Linked DNA regions of Zea mays: region 2 is linked to region 1. A link is a contact called in public HiChIP or PLAC-seq data. All regions are on one chromosome and are shown on one strand. Each heading gives the region's core, a stretch centred on a gene start, on an enhancer-like site or on the middle of the called end of the contact. The rest is flanking DNA. Distances are from core to core; before and after follow the strand shown. Region 1 overlaps LOC100272722. Region 2 holds the start of LOC100273097.

Region 1 (5,118 bases), core at 1,578-4,077:
TAGCCTTTAAAAAGTGGTTATGAAAGGACCATTAGAATTTTAGAAGATATATTGAAAATCCCAAAAATCATGAAAACTTGAGGGTAAACTTAATATGTTTATATTAGCCCTTGGATAAAGTTTGAGCTTGTTTGGCCATTGTTTGACCAGGGAACCAGTTATAGTCCAAAGAAATAAACCTTTTAATACATAGTAAGTTTAGGAGTTAGTTTTACAAGTGAAATTGGAAATAGTAAACTTGCTATAACTTGTTAGCCTAAGAAGATTAGTTAAGTTAATCTTAGAAGATTATTTAGCTAGGAAACTCTTATGGCTAATAAACTCCGTGAAGGAAAGTTGTATTCAAAAGAGTGTTTTCTAATTCTTGTTTAGAAACTTGCATGTTCATGGCATAACATAAGCATCCATATATATATTATTGCGTGTAAAACATGAAGAAGATTATATAGTAGAAGAAGAAGTTATCCCTCCGACAAAGAACCCTCCTGTGGAGAACAATTTCTACTTTGACATTTGTGGTGCACAAGCAGCTACTCCTACAACACAAGGCAAGCCCGGTGCATTTACCCTTTTCCTTTAATTTTAAAGCTTTATCACCTTAAATGATGCATTAGGTAATAGGAGTTGTGTGATAAACTATTGATGCATTTCCTTCTTTGAGAAATTGGATATCATTCCGTGTACCTGATTTACTCAACAAGTTTATTGATGCTTAGCCTTGCTTAGGAAACAAAAATGTTTTGTTTTAAAAAGGTGATGCTTCACACTGGAATTGGAATGTTTACAACGGAAAACTTATGATGGTGGATCCATCATGGTCGTGATGGATTCGACATCGAACAAGAGTACCTCTAACAGGTAAAGTTTTGGGTTATAAATTATAAGATGAGATTGGGCGAGTGACTTGCACGAGAAGAGTCTCGGTATAGTGTTCTGTCTGAGTCGTTTAAGGACCGAGCCGATGTAGGCTTGATGATCGAGTACCTTTTAACTGGACACATGGCTTGTCATGGGTAAGCTTTCCCTCGGTCGGACCAATACTAAAACAGCTCGCCCACACTAGGCATGGGAGATGGTGAGAGTAGCGTGTACCCTCCGTGGCAAAAGGCTGTATGGTGGAGTAACTGTGCTCTCGGGTAGTGGGAACCTGTTCTGGTCTTGAGAAACCTGGGTGCAAGTTGACATATGCAAGGGTTAATTGCTACATATGTCGTGTGGCCATAGATCCCCAGCTGGGTATTAATCGATTTGGATCGCCGTTACTTCTCGGATATGAAGACTTGGTCACTGACCTACACTGTAGTGACAAGTAAACTCAGGGTCTGATAAAAGATGGCTAGTGTAGGCCAAGTGCTTGATCTAGATTAGGAAAGATCTAGATTCAGGAAACTACTTAACTTGATAAGTAAAAAGAATTCGTAAGGACCAACTTTAGTAAGCTTTGTGCAAACTGAGTCATTGGTTCTTGCTAAACCTTACCTTGACTAAAGGCCAGCATATCTTTGAGAGTCTTTTCTTTGGTCGGGTAAGACTTGCGAAAGTACACTTCGTACTTAGGGTTTTCGAACCCATGTTGTTGTAGGTGAAGAGCCTACAGAATTTGTTGCTTCTGTTCCCATACCAATTATAATAAGATATCACAATTATAATAAATTCTATTGTGCAATCAAATGACATATTAATTCATTAAGTTAATCATACAAGAGTTCTGAGTCGCTCTTGACCATAAACACAGCTAATATATCAGTTTTACACTCTACAAAGATTGCACATCTTTACCCACAAGCTGTGATACCCATCTGCCACGTGGCCATGATTCACATACACCTCTACCGAGAAAGCGAGACAGAGTAGCACTACGAGGCCTTTCCAAAGTTCCACTAGAGAAGAGAACCCGCTGGCGATATAGGAATCCCTCGTCCGAAAAGCTAAAAAGACAATCCGACCCGAGGACCTCCCTACACCTGTACTCCTCCACCTTGCTTGTCCCGATTAACTCACACTAGTTTTTCTAATTACTTAGCCAAGTGCTACCACAAAGGTGGAATGCACATCATCATTTATCTACGAAGTGCTAATCTACGCCATTGTATATCATAGAATTTTTATAGTCTAGAGGACCCATCATGATCAATTCGCCTGAGGGCCTACCGAGGCTGAGGGAATGCAGCATCCAAAGCCGCCCTAAAGGGAATTAAATCCTCTCTTATTCAAATTTAAATAAAAAAATATTTAATCTCTTTAATCCATCTCAATCCACGTCAAACCCAACAAAGCCTAAGCAGGCTGCTAGTGCTTAGGACGAGGGCAGTCGACAGAGCCAAGGGAGAGCGTGGGCCATGGAGCGCCTTTTGGGCTTGTTCGGTTAGGCCAATCCAGAGAGAGATTGGAAGGGTTTAAATCCCCTCTAGTCATCATTGGAGGGGTTTAAATCTCCTCTTAGTCAAAATGACTAGAAGGGGATTTAAATCCTCCCCTCTGGATTGGTGTAACCGAACACACCCTTAGGGGATCTGACAAAAGTCGGAGTGTGATGGTAATGGTGCTGTTGACTGAGCAGGCAGCTGATTGGTAGTGTTCCCATACGATGATCCAACCTTTTTATCAATGCACGGTACCGTTGACTAAGCAGCCACCTGATCCAATGCCCATACGAGTACAATTACAACGCGATTGAGGAAGCCTCCGTTAGGCTTAGGCACAACACAAGCAGGGAATAGTCACGGGTGCTGCTTCCTCTCCCATTTCCCTTCTCTCCTGCCCGTGCCGGCAGCAGTGCCATCCCGCTCCCTCCTCTCCGCAACCTGCCTAGAGGAGGATGACCTGCTGCCTCGCGGCCCATGCGGCCTCACGCCGTCCAGTTCAGGATCTCCGTTGCTGCTAGCGTCCTCGGCCCAAGCGCTGTCCTCGTCGGCAGCGCGCTCGCGAGGCTGCAGAATCGTTGGAAGGTTGGCCCCCGAGAACGTCCTTGACCCGGCGAGCATGACGGTAGGGCCCGGCCCGGCCGGTGCGGGCGCCTGGGCAGAGCCCCCCTCCTGGCCTCGGCTGCTCGAAGACCTCAGGCTCCCCGCCTCCTGCTGTGCTCTGCCTCCACCATCCCTTTCGCGGTACCTCTCCCTGGAGCGGCTGCAGAACGAGCAAGTAAACGCAGCGTGTGAATAGAGCACGGCCAAAGTAATACATACGGTCTCTAACCATACTACACAGACTACACCTGTTGGGATTGGCAGAGAACTCACGCCTTGATGACCGCCCCAACTCGACTTGCTCCAGTTCGCGTTGAAGCTCTCTCTAAAGATGGAAACAGTCACAAAACAATGATACTTTGAGTCACTGAGGACATGGACATACTATGCACGCACAGGTTCCACAAATCATAGCACAAGCAAGAGAATCTGTGCATAATAATAATAATAACAATAACAACAATAAACACATACGTCATAAATAAGAAAGTGACTCAAACTTCCAATGCTGTTTCACAGGAAAAGACACTTGAAATAGCTTTCTAACTAGCGCTACCACTATGTTTCTTTTAGTAATGGATGTACGGAGGATTTATTGCAAAACGGTATATGTTCCAAAACTAACAGATTATGACAATTTGAAAGAATAAATTGCCTTGTACCTGAGTTTGTTTCTCTTTTTCCAAATCAATGTTGAATTGCAGTTCCCTAGACTTTGCACGCTCAATATCCAGTTGACGCTGCCTTTCTACTTCACGTTCCATCTCGAGAGCTCTTTCCCTACAAAGACATACAAACAAAAGAAATAGGGATAAACAACTCTATTGTCTCTCTTTTTTTTCTCGAATACGCTGTGTATCATTATATTAAGAAGGAGAAACCTGTCGAGCTCTTGCATAAGCTCCGTTTCCCTGGAGCGTGTCTCTTCTAGGTACTTTTCACGGGCATGTCTTAGAAGCAGCTTCTTTTGTCTGCGCGCTGTAATTTCCTCTTTCAGCCTAGACCTTTCCCTGTCAAATTACAACATACCAAATGAATATTAACAGTTCAATATGCTTCTAAAATCTAAAGTAAACTGTTTTGATAACATGGATATCTTGGATCGACATAGCAGTCAATACAACAGCAAACTTGCTACTGTAAGAATTTCGTAAAAAAATGAACAACGGTAAATTTGAAGGACCGTGCAATAGGTAAACTTACAGGGACCGAATATTTTCCCGGATTTGCTGGAGCCGTTTATTAACCTCACTACCATCACGGTCATCTGTAAACAAAATTGCATAAGACATGTAAATAGCAATATGTAGCATTAACGAGAACCCTGCATGTAATTGAGCTTACATGATGGCATGGCAAGCACCATCGTATCATTGGTATGCTCAACAAAGTTAGGAACTGACTTCTCTTTTTCAATAAGCTCCAATTCAATCTCAGCTTCTTCAAGTTCCTTGGTGACAAATTTAATCAAGTGTTAGGACTCTGAATAAGATATCCAAAACATGATGCCAGAAAGGAAAGGCTGTTGCACTGCTCACCTCATGTTCTTGTGCAGATCTGGCTGCGAAGAACTCAAAGTATGCTTCAATAGAACTCAAAGAGGACATCACCTATCAAGATGAGTATAGCAAATTTATATAGATCAGTACTAATTAAAGCATAAAATTAGCACCATATGACTTCAGTAACTTTCTTTTTTTCCTGGAACGATACAGGAGAGCTGCATTGCCATTTCATTAAGCATACAAGAAAAAATATCAATTTGAACAAAGATACAAGCATGTCAGTGTTTCCTTATGCTAGAAAGAATTTTCTTTAAAGAAAGATGAACAAAAAGTTCCAAACACTAACAATTGTGGGGGCACACTTAGTCTAAGTGCAGTTATTACAAAGATTGAAACTGTCAGCAAAATATAAAATGAGTCTTATATGCAGGCACGATCAACAATGAGAATATAAATCAAGTAATGAACTGAAACAGATAACCGTGCAATAAAGTAGAAATAGAAGCGACAATACAGATGGAGAAGACCAAAAATAATAATAATCATTCAAAACACTGACCTGAAGGATTGATTCACGGATGCTCTTGAAATCAGGGCTGACTGGTTGACTATTACATCCAGAAAGAACTTTTGCAACCTAATGGAAG
Region 2 (4,531 bases), core at 957-3,456, 140 kb before region 1:
TGTATGAAATTTGATGCTAACATTTTCTTATGTTATCAAACACATTATTAAACTAAAAATAAAATTTTAGATAAATTGTTTTATATACTATTTGCTCCTTATACAAAATTTAAAAAGATGAAAAATTATTTGTATACGAATTTTATATTTATCATTTGAGAAGATATATGATAAATTTAAAGTTTAATTTTTATAAGTCTTTGCTAAAAACAAAAATATGCAATTGCATAGCTGATTCTATATCCACAATAAAGAAACAAAAAAATAATATCTGGATAAGTATTTGTTTCCATCTCTAGATACATGTGTCCCCATCTGATACGAAAATCGTGTGAGCTCATACGTCCGCGCCCAATTACTAACTAAGGTCATTTTAAAAATATAATAGCCGAACTCAACACTGAGTATATATCTATACAAATACAATGTCCATGTGTTACGACAATATATTAACATATTTGATAGTATAGTTAGTACAACAGTTATACGATAACCGAGAGTTTAATGGCAATCCAGTGTGATGCACCATTCCGACAAAAAAAATTAAGGTGAACCCTCCACACACAAAGAATTAAAATTAAAATAGACATATAGTGCACATATCAGATATTAAATTACATATACTATACTTTTATATTGCCAAAAGGTCAAGAAAAGTATAAGTTCACAAAAAGACTTACCCATTTTTTATAGCTCGCTCGGTCTATCCGAGGTTTCTCAAACCCCATCTATGGTGTAACGACTCATTATTTGTTAGACAGAAGTGGAGAGCAGGAATAGACCTATATGCTTTGCACACGACACACGACACATGAAATGGTGTTTTAAAAAGTAGAGATCTATAACACTACATGATTGTCCAATTAAAACTTTGCAAAACTAATACAACCAAACCACCCCCCACATCGATAACCTCCACTAAGTCCACCAAACAAATTGCACTCAGAGTTACACACAACATCAAAACCAACGGTTCATATCACTGGATAACCTCCATTGCCTTAATCACTTAAATCCAACGAACAATATTATTTAGATCATTTCTCATCCCTCAACCTCTCTCCCTCGCGACCCTGTCACCCCCAGTTTCTCCTCCCCCTTATTCGCGCCATTGTCAACCCCTACCCCTGCGCCGCCGCCATCGTCGACCCTACACTCATGTCTCCGGATTTGTAGCATTAGCACAGGCTATATGTTAGTTTATACCCCTATATAACACACCACCTTAAAGTTTGTAAAATCCACCCAACCAAATCATCCTTACACCAATAACCTCCTTCTAAATCTACAAAACAAACTAATCAAATGATTCAAATCGCTGGATAACTATTATATCTCTTACTTAATCAAATCTAGTAGCTAATGTTATTTGGATCATCATTAATTCTTCATCCCTCACACACAATAATCCCTGCCTCCCCATCCCCTATGACCCCGCTGGGCCCTCCTCTCACTCATGCCGCCAAAGCCGACCCCTCTCCGCCCCCTTTCCCACTCTAGGATCGTAGTGTTAACATGAATGTTGAGCAAAAATTCTACTTTCAACGCAGAAGTTTATTAATTCTCAACACCCCTGAGCTGTCTTTTCGTATAATTCTTTTACACATGCAACTTTACAGTCCACGCTGCATCCTTTAGGCTGTCTCCAGCAGGAGACTGTAAAGGGTCATGTACTCTAAATGTAGGGGACGGTCAGGTCCTTTATCCCTCCAGCAAGGAACTCTAAAGCGTCCTCTATCTGTAGAGGGTGCTCTATACACTGTACACCTTTTTGTGTTTGTACGCTCACGTGGTGACGAGTAGTAATAGAGGATGGAATTTAGGGGATATTGCTGAAGATGAAGAAGATATAGAGTACATAATCTTTTAGAGAGTGCTGTAAAGGACAAAGAATATTCCTTTAGGGGATCAAATTTAGGGGACGTTGCTGGAGACAGCCTTAGTTGTTCCATTTTTGGGAAAGTTCCTTTTCTTCTCTAGCGTGCATGCATCATAAAGGAAATATTTGCTGGGCTATGATGTGGATTGTAGAGGGATTATTATTATTAATTAACAGTAAAAGGATGACAATAAATTACAATACAATAAAAATGTTTAAATGCAATTTCGGTGAAAATTAAATGATATCACGAATTCCAGGGTGGAAACCCACTCTGGAAATGGGCTATGTATATAGACATAGGCGCGTATACGAGCGAAGGAAACGGAAGTTTAAGTTATTCCCAAATTGAACGGCCCAAAGGGAAACCCCACCACAACCGGTCTCGAGTCTCGACAGATCGGCGTCTTCGATGCCGCCGGCGCAGGCGCCCTCCAGCGGCGGCGCCGCGTGGCGCCAGCTGCTCCTGCTCCTGACAGTCCTCCCGCTCACGCTCGCTGCGCTGGCTTTCGTGCTCCAGTGGCGCGGCGGCGGCGGCGTCGATGACCCTACCACTCGCTGGCCCTCCCACGCCTTCCCCGGCATGGCCGAGCCCACCCCACCGTCCCTCCCCTCGTCCGACTGCGCAGACGTGCTCGTGGGATCCTCCGCCCCCTCCTTCCCCTACATCCGCGGCTGGTCATTCACCTCCGACTCGGGCGCTGCTATGGGTTCTGTAGAGGAACATCTCCAACCCAAGGTGTGCGTGCAGACGAGCACCTCCGCGGGGCTTGAGCAGATCCTGCCCTGGCTCTTCTATCACAAGGTCGTCGGCGTCGCGCAGTTCCTGCTCTTCGTGGAGGGCAAGGCGGCGAAACCCAATGTCGCGGGAGTCCTCGAGTCAATTCCTGTGAGTCGCAAGATTCTTTGTTCGTTGGTGTTCTTGATCCTCTACAGTTCCGCAGTTCCAGCGCTAATTTCAGTGCCTTTTTTTGTCTTCATGATTGATTGATTACGGAAGGGGGTAAAAGTGGTGTACAGAACTAAGGATCTTGAGGAGCGGCAGGCACGGAGGTCAGCTTCGTTTTCTCAGTCCCCTGTTTCCGATAACAGTTTTTCTTGTGTGTCATTTCCACATAAACCCCATATAAAAAAATAACTGCATCTTGTTTCAACTTTCAAAGTGAGAACCAAAAGCATAGGGTTGCTGGTGTAGCCAGACAAAACTAAGTCAGACCGCATCCAACCATTGACAATTATGGATAAAGGGAGAAATTTTCCATGCCTAGTTGCCTACTATTAACCCACTTCTAGGACATGTCGAAGATTGTTTAATAGGGAATATACGCGGAATTTAGACAGGTTTGAGCCCTCGATGCGAGATAATACCCTACATCATGTTTGAGGTGGTTCTGTTGTTGTATTGTATGTTCTAATCTGATGATTCTATGATCTGATGCTCTCAGGCGGTTCCCTGTCCCTCTTTTAATATTCTAAGGAGTGACGGAAGTTACATGATAGGCACCGAGTCGGCTATCAAGTTCATGATGGAACCGAGTCGGTACAAAGTCATACGTGAATTGAATTCTATGTCTTCGAGTTTATCTCTTATTCTGTTGAGATCTTACTATATCTGCGCTTCTAGAATCCTCCTGGTGGTTGTAGGCTCCCCTGGTCCTATTGCCGAGTCCTTCGGCTTGTGGCCGAGCCCATGAGCTCTTTTGCTCAGGCTCTTCTTTACGAAGCTTGGATAGATGCCCTAGTATATATTATTGATAGGACATAGCATGTCATAATGTCTGGCTTGGCATGTTCTTTGATAGAGTTTTTATCACTCATCTCTGTCACCTTCCTGATGTATTTTATTGCTTGGGCTCAAGTCGAATCTGGAATGAGACTTGGCTTTCAGGATTTTTCTACAAACCTTGCAACTATGAACTCTTTGTGAAGCAATCCCTCAACATGGAGATGGCTATTGTAATGGCTCGGGTATGTCTCTTGCCTGTTATATCTGCTGTTAATTCTGTTATGTTAATGATTGAGCTTTTCATTTGTAGCTTTAGTTAGTCATTGGGGCTGCTACGCAACAATGTTGATTTCTAGTTTTTCTTTGTGATTTTTTCTTTAGACATTTCATACACTAAGGACAATGCTATTTGTTGAAGGATGGTGGCATGGATTGGATCATACATTTAGACACTGATGAGTTACTTTATCCTGGCGGAGCTGCTGAGTATTCTGTTAGACGTTTGTTAGCTGAGGTCCCTCGTGATGTCGACATGGTTATTTTTCCAAACTATGTGAGTGAAACAAAGCCAAGAATCAAGTTTTACACTGCTACTCATATGTCTTGTTGTCGACAAAATTCCGATTACTAAATAACTTAAATGTCTTCAGGAAAGCAGTGTTGAGCATGATAATATAAAAGATCCATTCAGCGAAGTAAGCCTTTCTCTTAAATTTCTTTCCCCCTTAAGCGCTAACTGATATACCATTATTTGCAAACCACATGCTATGATGTTAACTCAACTTTGTGCATCTGAGAATAATACATCTACTGATCGTGAAACTTTTATACACCATGAAGTTAATGCATTCATTTTCTTTTCATTTTGATAATCTCATGTGCAAAACTGGGAGCAACTATATTCCTATAATTGTGGGCACTTAACA

What was found. HiChIP or PLAC-seq counts read pairs in DNA pulled down with a chosen protein or histone mark.
Region 2: an H3K4me3 HiChIP or PLAC-seq map of leaf shows a contact between it and region 1, with 6 times the contacts expected there. The contact joins the promoter of LOC100273097 here to the enhancer-like site in region 1. A contact is called at or near these places in 13 of 25 Hi-C or Micro-C datasets (ear, endosperm, leaf and 3 more) and 1 of 3 datasets of contacts at active chromatin or transcription factors (leaf).

Annotation. Positions count from the first base shown.
Region 1 is chr1:108,948,945-108,954,062 of Zm-B73-REFERENCE-NAM-5.0, reverse strand. LOC100272722 reads right to left here. Exons shown (of 24, transcript NM_001360107.1): 17 at 5,031-5,108; 18 at 4,505-4,576; 19 at 4,311-4,416; 20 at 4,170-4,233; 21 at 3,848-3,976; 22 at 3,629-3,746; 23 at 3,215-3,291; 24 at 2,533-3,126. The coding sequence ends at 2,721. Among protein-coding and RNA genes, the nearest start is that of LOC103644846, 16 kb to the left of the region's middle. Within about 2 kb of position 2,827, at least 19 of the 20 cell types and tissues checked have an H3K27ac peak or open chromatin away from gene starts, as enhancers often do. A contact at or near this core is called in ear, endosperm, leaf and 3 more, where this site is marked.
Region 2 is chr1:109,086,878-109,091,408 of Zm-B73-REFERENCE-NAM-5.0, reverse strand. LOC100273097 reads left to right here and starts at 2,206. Exons shown (of 10, transcript NM_001147546.2): 1 at 2,206-2,768; 2 at 2,880-2,932; 3 at 3,739-3,847; 4 at 4,024-4,158; 5 at 4,256-4,300. The coding sequence starts at 2,292.